2 separate regions of the Ovis aries genome follow, and region 1 is linked to region 2. A link is a contact called in public Hi-C data. All regions are on one chromosome and are shown on one strand. Each heading gives the region's core, a stretch centred on a gene start, on an enhancer-like site or on the middle of the called end of the contact. The rest is flanking DNA. Distances are from core to core; before and after follow the strand shown. Region 1 has its middle 18 kb from the start of TAF8. Region 2 holds the start of CCND3 (cyclin D3).

Region 1 (3,652 bases), core at 524-3,023, 71 kb after region 2:
TCCCCCAGAGAGAAGCCCATCTGGGAACCTTTGCTCAGAGGTTCCACGTAGAAAAGCCATCCTCACATGCGTGACACAGACTCTCCTGGTCTCCGCCTGTCGAGATCCTGGGACGAAGGTTCCTAACCCCACAGCATCCATTTCCCCTTCTTATACCTTTCATACTAGAAGCTCTGCTCAGAATGATCCCCAAGATCCTCTGTAACTCAATATGATGGGTGACCAACTTTTGGCTAATGGGATAAGGGATCCGGCAATTTGGAGTCATGTCCTGAAAAGGAAGAGTTATGCCCCCTCCTACCCTCCTCTCCCTTCCCACTGGCTGGGTCATGGACCCAGGGGATGGGGTGGTGTGCTATCTTCAACATCCAAGGGCCTGGATGAACAACAGTCTGGGAGAAGTGTGGGTCCCCAACCCTGTCAAGGGGTCCAATTGCCCACCCAGACTTGTATGCGAGAAATTTCCATTTTGTTCAGATGCCTGATTTGGCGGTCTCTATTCCAGCAGTCTGGGGTTGCCAGGTGGGGCTAATGGTAAAGAATCGGTTGCCAGTGCAGGAGACACAAGAGACACGGGTTCGATCCCTGGATCAGGAAGGTCCCCTGGAGGAAGGCATGGCAACCCACTCCAGTATTCTTGCCTGGAGAATCCCATGGACAGAAAAGCCTGGTCGGCTACATGGGGTCACGAAGAGTCAGACACGACTGAAGCGACTTAGCACACGCCCATGCAGTCTAGCAGTCTAACCTCTCCCAGTGCCTACCGCAGTCCGTTCTCTGGTGACAGCGGGCAGAATGTGTGAGAGGGACCTTCCTCTTCGTCTGCGTCCTCAGCCCTTCAGCTCCCCGTCACCTCATGCCATCAGGTCTGCATTCCCAAGTGTCAGAGAGGGCCCTCCAGGTGGACAGCGGAGTCAGATCCTCGCCACGCCACCGCAGCCAACGCAAAGGAGGTGACCATCTGCCTCACTCACAATACATAATCCACTCCTCCCTCAAACTGACCATTTCTCAAACTCTGTCCTTGCTGAGAAAAGTCTCCTCCATGCTCCGGGACCACCTCACCTTATCAGGCCCACCCACTCCTGTGGGACAGGCAGTGAGGAAAGACAGAACACCTATGCAGCCCTGGACAGACCTCCGAGCCCCTCTGAGCCTCGATTTCTTCCTTTATAAAATGTGGATGATAACCCCCGTTTACAGGTTGGCGGAGAGAATTCAAGTTTATCTATTTATAAAATGCCTAGAGGACTTGCATGGTGGTCCAGCCAGTGGTTAAGACTCTGAGCTCGAAATGGAGAGGGCCCGGGTTTGACCCCTAGTTGGGGAACTAGATTCCACCTGCCCCAACTAAGAAGTCCACACGCCCCGAGAGAGGTCCCAAGAGCCACAACTAAGACCTAGTGCAGCCAAAATAAATAATGTGGTTTTTTAAAATAAGAATTTAAAAAAATTAAGTGTCTAGCAGTGCAACTGACACATAGTAGGTGCTCACTAAACTGTGATTGTTACTGCTCTGGAGATACTGAGGACAGAGCTGGAGGAGTCCTGAGTGATGCTCCCCCCACAACCCCCAGTGAAGGCTGGCTGGAAAGGGCATGAAGGAGAGAGCTGGGGAGCAGAGACCACCGGGGAAAGAGGAAGAGAGACAGGCAGAGCTGGAGGTGCCGTTCGGGGAGAGGGGGAAAGGCTCAGTGATGCCCACACTGGGCGAGAGGGTGGAGGGCACAGCTGTGGTGTCTATCAGCCGCCTGCAGCTCACACAGTCCCTGGGCCCATCTCACACCGTCTCCACCCATCACTTCTGTCGGGGTTGGGTACCCTCCCCGTACTGCCCCTGTTGCCACACCGTCAGCTGCTGTTTGTTGCCTCATCTTCCTTCCTGCCCGACAGGACACAAGAAGGGGACGGGAAGCAGCTGCCTTGCCCAGCAACCACCCCAGCCCCATGAGCTGCAGCGGCTCCTGGGTGGTTAACAGCCCAGGCTCTGTAGACAGACAGGCTGGGTTCTTTCCCCCCCGCTCCAGCCCTTAAGAGCTGATGACCTCAGCAAGTTATGCGGCTTGTCTAATCCTTCAATTTCCTCGTCTGCACAATAGGGAGAAAAGGGCCACTGAGAGGAAGGAATGAGATCATGCGTGGTGAGCACCCAGCCCTGGGTCTGGCATCACCGACAGTGTTCGATGAAGGGTAGCGACCCCAGGGTTGGCTTCGCAGGCGCGTGATCCAGGCAGGCACACACAGCCCTGCACTCAGAAGGGTTCCACCCCTGGTTCAATGCTCTGTTGCCACCATCTTGAAATTCTCAATAATTTTTGAAAAGGGCCTCTTGAAAAGTATGTTGTTGGTCCTGGCTAGTATCAGCATGCATACATTGAGTCTGCTGGCTGGGGGGACTAGACCCGGGGTTAGGGGGGAAGTTGCCCAGCAATCTGCTGGAGATGTGGGACATTAGAGGGAACTGGGGAATTCAAGGGGATCATTTAAGTAGAGTGATGTGGGACTCTGCGAGGTTGCCTGCAGTTAGGGACTGAGAGGGTGGTGAGACCACTACACACACCCTCCCTAGGCTTTGGGGTGGTGGAAGTGTCCCTCCCCCCAAGCCCCAGTCGAGATCTTTCGTTGTGGCACAAGACTCTGTGTCATGTGGGCTCAGTAGGTACAGTGTGTGGCACAGGTTCCAGAGCAGGCAGGCTCAGTAATTCCAGCGCTTGGGCTTAGCTTCTGCATGTGCGATCGTAGTTCCCCAGACAGGGCTCGAACCTGTGTCCCCTGCATCACAAGGCAGATTCTTAACCACTGGACTACCCGGGAAGTCCACGTCTCCTTGATTTTAAGTCCCAGGTTAGCACGTCTAGAAAGTGGTCTGGGGTACTGACTTGAACTCTCAGGAGTCAGGGAGCCTTGGAGAGGCTTCCATAGGGCTGGGGTTGCCTCTGGGCACTACAGGGAGGAATAACCCCCTCAGAACCCCTTGGACCCGCTGTCTCCCCTTACTGGACTGTGAGCTCCCAGAGGGCCAGACCGGGCCCACCCACAGCGAGGACCAGATGTTTGCAGAGCCGGCTATCAGGACCCCTGCATGCCCCTCTTCCCAGCCACCCCACGCTGGCCTTGGCTTCCCAAGACTGGCCACCACCACCATCACCGCCACCCTCTTCTGTTCCTGGGCCTTCCTGGGGTAGCCCCTGCATGAGTCTGAGGGTGGCCCAGTCTGGCAGGTGGAGTCCGGCCCTGGATGAGGCCCCTCTCCATCCGCCTCCGGCCACCTGTCCGGAGCACTCACTCCCTTCCCGACAGCTGGAGAGCGGCCCTGGAACCTCTGGTTAAGAGGTGGGGGGTAGTGTGGGAAGGTTCGGAGGGACCTAAGCCAAGGCTGAGGGGAGGCCCTTCTAGCTGATGGGGGTGCTGAGTGTGCATGGGGTGGGGGGAAGGAGAGAGGGCAAAGTGGAAATTGGGGGTGGGGCCTGAGAATGGAATGTGGAGTTCATTCTCCTGGGGGCGCAGCTGTTTATTTTGATCTTCTCAGTCAGCTGCAGCCTATTCCTTATCTCAGAGCTCAATCCAGACTCCACCTCCTTCCCTGTTGCTGAGCTGCGGAAGGCAGATACTGTGGGACACAGCCCCGCACCCTGCTCTCACTGCCTTAGTC
Region 2 (3,473 bases), core at 355-2,854:
TGGTGAGTGTAGACATGCAGTTTGACTTGTTGCTATCTGGGGGAAAGACCATGAAGGAGTGGCACCCCCTGGAGGTCAAGACAGGGGATCTGGTTCATGCTGGGAGTGCAAGCCTGAACTGGGGCCACCCTGACCATCACACCACACTGTCCCATCTTTTGTCAAAAGAAAAAGAAAAAAAGCTGCTACCCTGCACAGGGGCAGAAAGCCTCCCGAGGTCTCAGCTTCCCCCATCCTGGTACGTTAGGAAGGAGGCAGGGGGTGCTGGCAGGTGGGGAGGGTATGCACGCACCCGCAGCTGGCGCGGGGAGACAGAATGGTCGGTGTAGATGCACAGCTTCTCGATGGTCAGGGGCGTTGTCTCGCGCAGCTTGGAGGCCAGCAGCATGCAGACCGCACCCAGGAGCTGCAACTGCGCCTTTCGGGTGGGGACGCAGGACAGGTAGCGATCCAGGTAGTTCATGGCCAGGGGGAAGACTTCCTCTTCACAGCGCTGCTCCTCACACACCTGGGGGAGGGCGCACAGTCACTTCGGGGGCAGAGGCTTAGGAAACGCAGCAGCAACTAAAGGCGAGGGGTGCGGTGCGCTGAAGGGAAGTGGAATGGGGAGCAAGACACGGGAGGGGGTAGGTGTACTCACAGTGACAAGGACTAACACGCAGGATGCGCCTTCCCCAAGGTGACACCCTCCCACTTCCTCTGCGGTGCCTCCTTTCCCCGGGGGTGGGAGTGGGGGGGGGGGGCGGAGCGGGATACGCCAGAGGCTCCCTTCCTTCAGGAATCCAAACTGAGGCTGATCTGCACCCCCCGTACCAAGGGAGAGGGGTTCGGAAGAGTCACCCATAGAAGCCAGAGAACTGGGACCTTACCCCCATTACTGCCACCCAGTGCACACACCCAAAAGGAAGGGAGGAGACTCCAGCGGCTGCCTCCCGCACTTTCCATTTCCCTGACGGCCGGAACAGCGCGCCACCCCCACCGGCTTCCCCGCCAGAACCCCCGCGACACACACAAGGAACCAGCTCTGCGGCGGGGGCGGCCGAGCCCAGGGTTTTCCAGGCGCGCTCTCCAGAGAAGACCGGGCGTGCGGTGGGGGCGGGGGGAGGCTTTTGAGAGAAGTCAGAGGGGAGAGGGTGGCCCTCGCCCCGCTTTCCCCGCCCGAAGACAGGGTTATTTGGGGGTGCCAAATGCCTGGCGGTCAGGGTCAGAGAAGGGCAAGAAAAAGACAGCACCGAGGCAGCCGGCTAAGGGCGCGCGAGTGAAAAGTCCAGGCCCCGGGGATCTGCGCCACAGAAACATCTTGCTGATTGTTGCTGAGGACCAGGATGTCCCGACAGGGCGGCCCCGGGATGTCCGGAGCCCGGGACGCGGGGGTGACGGGGGAGGGGAGACCCGCCCAGGCGGTACCTCCAGCATCCAGTACGCCAGCATCTTCCGCATGTGCGGCTTGATCTCCCTCTGCACACACTGGAAGTAAGAGGCGCGGGGCACGTAGCGCTCCTCCAGGCGGAGCAAGCTCTGCAGGACACGCTGGTCCCCTAGCAGCCGCGGGTCCGGCCCGGCCCGGGGCGCGTGCCGAGTGCCCTCGCAGCACAGCAGCTCCATCCTCGGGCAGCGCGCGGGCAGGGCGGGAGTGCGGGCTCGGGAGCCAGAACGCAGGCGGCGGGCCGGAGAGCGCGGGGCGCGGGACTGTGGCGCTGTCGCTGGCACTGCGCGGCCGAGCCTCAGCCCGCCCCCGCCGCCGCGCGCGCGCCGCTTCCCTGACAGGCGCCCCGCCCCTCGAGACCGAGTAGCAACCGTGGAATGCTCAGACGTCGCGACGCTCCGGGGGCGGGGCCTCCGGCGCCCGGACGGAAAGGGCTGGCGGGCGCTCCCCCTCCCCCGGGCGACCGCATTGGTCGGCTGGGCGCGGGCCGCCGGCTTCCGGGCGCTCCGGATCCTTTTGACCACCCGGTGCTAGAGGAGTGTGCTTTGGAGGTGGGCCTCTCCTCGCCCCCCGCCCCCACCTCCGAGCCCTTCCATTTTTGCATCTCCCGACTCCAGGCGCCCCGAAAGGTTATTCATTCATTCGTCAAACTCTACTTCACCCGCTGCTTGCTCTAGGAAAAGTAAATAATAATAAAATAGCTAGATCTTAGGGGAGACTGGTCTGAGCACTTATTAAAATCTTAATGAAGAAGCTGTGGGTTAGGTCTTATACTGATTTTGCAGTTGAGGAAACTGAAGCAGTAACTATAATAATAGTTCGTCTGCGGCAGAGCTAGGATTGGGAAGCCGACGGTCTGCCCCCAGAATCTCTGCTCTACCCCGTGGCTACTTAAACTGATCCCCGAACCAGCCTGAGAGCGGGTCAGAAAAGCAGAACCTCAGGCCCATCCCCTGACCTACTGGATCAAAATCTGCCTTTAACCAGATCCCTGGTGATTCCTGTACACACTAAAGTGTGAGAAGAGACAGTCCTAAATCCGCACGCTTGAGAACTACAACAGGGCGGAAGGGTCATGGATTCAAGGCCTCACCTTGTCTGTCATTAAGTTGGGTGTGTGGCCTTGGACAAACCCTGACGTTGGCCTTAGTTTCCGTTTGAGGAAATGATGGGCGGAGAAACTGCCTCCTTTCTAGAGGAGTTTCTTGCTCAGATTGTATAAAATCTTTCAGGCGCCACTTTTACCTCCCAAGCTTTGGGACTTTGCAGCGTTTCCAGAGCTGGATTCCGCGTGACCAGGAGGCAAACACACCACAAGCCTCCAGTAATGCTCCAAATGGCAGGAGGCCATGGGGATCCCTGCCTTTCCTGGGGTCCTCCAAGGAGGTGAGACACTAAGGAAGTTAATTACTAGAGAAATGACACTCTATAGAAAGAGGTCAGTCCTGCGCTAAGCATTATCCCAGTGAATTGTTCTTTTTTATACAATAAATTTTTTGCTGTTTGCATATCACGGAAATATTCAATGCATTGTAGAAGACAGAAAATACCAATGTCACACAAAAAAGTAAAGAGTAAGTACTGGCAGTTTCACCATCCAGATTGTTGTCCTTCAGTCACTAAGTCATATCCAACTCTTTGAGACCCCATGGACTGCAGCATGCCAGGCTTCCCTGTCCTTCACCATCTCCCAGAGCTTGCTCAAACTCATGTCCATTGAGTCAGTGATGCCATCCAACCATCTCATCCTCTGTTGTCCCCTTCTCCTCCAGCCCTTAGTCTTTCCCAGCATCAGGGCCTTTTCCAATGAGTTGGCGCATTGCATCAGTTGGCCAGATAACCCTTTAAAATGACAATGTTTATTTTTCTAAAATTGTTCTATGAATAAACATATTTTTAAGAATGACATCATTGCGAACTATTTTGTAAACTTTTTTTTTTTCACGAAAAAGTATACTGTCAGCACTTTTCCATCTCATTAAATATTCTATAACTTTTTAAATAACTACCTAGTAAACCATTGAGTGAATATATCGTAATGTATTTC

The links. Hi-C and Micro-C count contacts between places; a contact is called where the count stands out from the background.
Region 1: a contact with region 2 is called in a Hi-C map of blood, with 2.2 times the contacts expected there. The contact joins the enhancer-like site here to the promoter of CCND3 in region 2. A contact is called at or near these places in 4 of 16 Hi-C or Micro-C datasets (blood, muscle, retroperitoneal adipose tissue and 1 more).

The regions. Positions count from the first base shown.
Region 1 is chr20:15,808,863-15,812,514 of ARS-UI_Ramb_v3.0, forward strand. It overlaps a transcript of CCND3 not described here. Among named protein-coding and RNA genes, the nearest start is that of TAF8, 18 kb to the right of the region's middle. Within about 2 kb of position 1,774, at least 19 of the 54 cell types and tissues checked have an H3K27ac peak or open chromatin away from gene starts, as enhancers often do.
Region 2 is chr20:15,738,226-15,741,698 of ARS-UI_Ramb_v3.0, forward strand. CCND3 (cyclin D3) reads right to left here and starts at 1,605. Exons shown (of 5, transcript NM_001127289.1): 1 at 1,408-1,605; 2 at 293-508. The coding sequence starts at 1,605.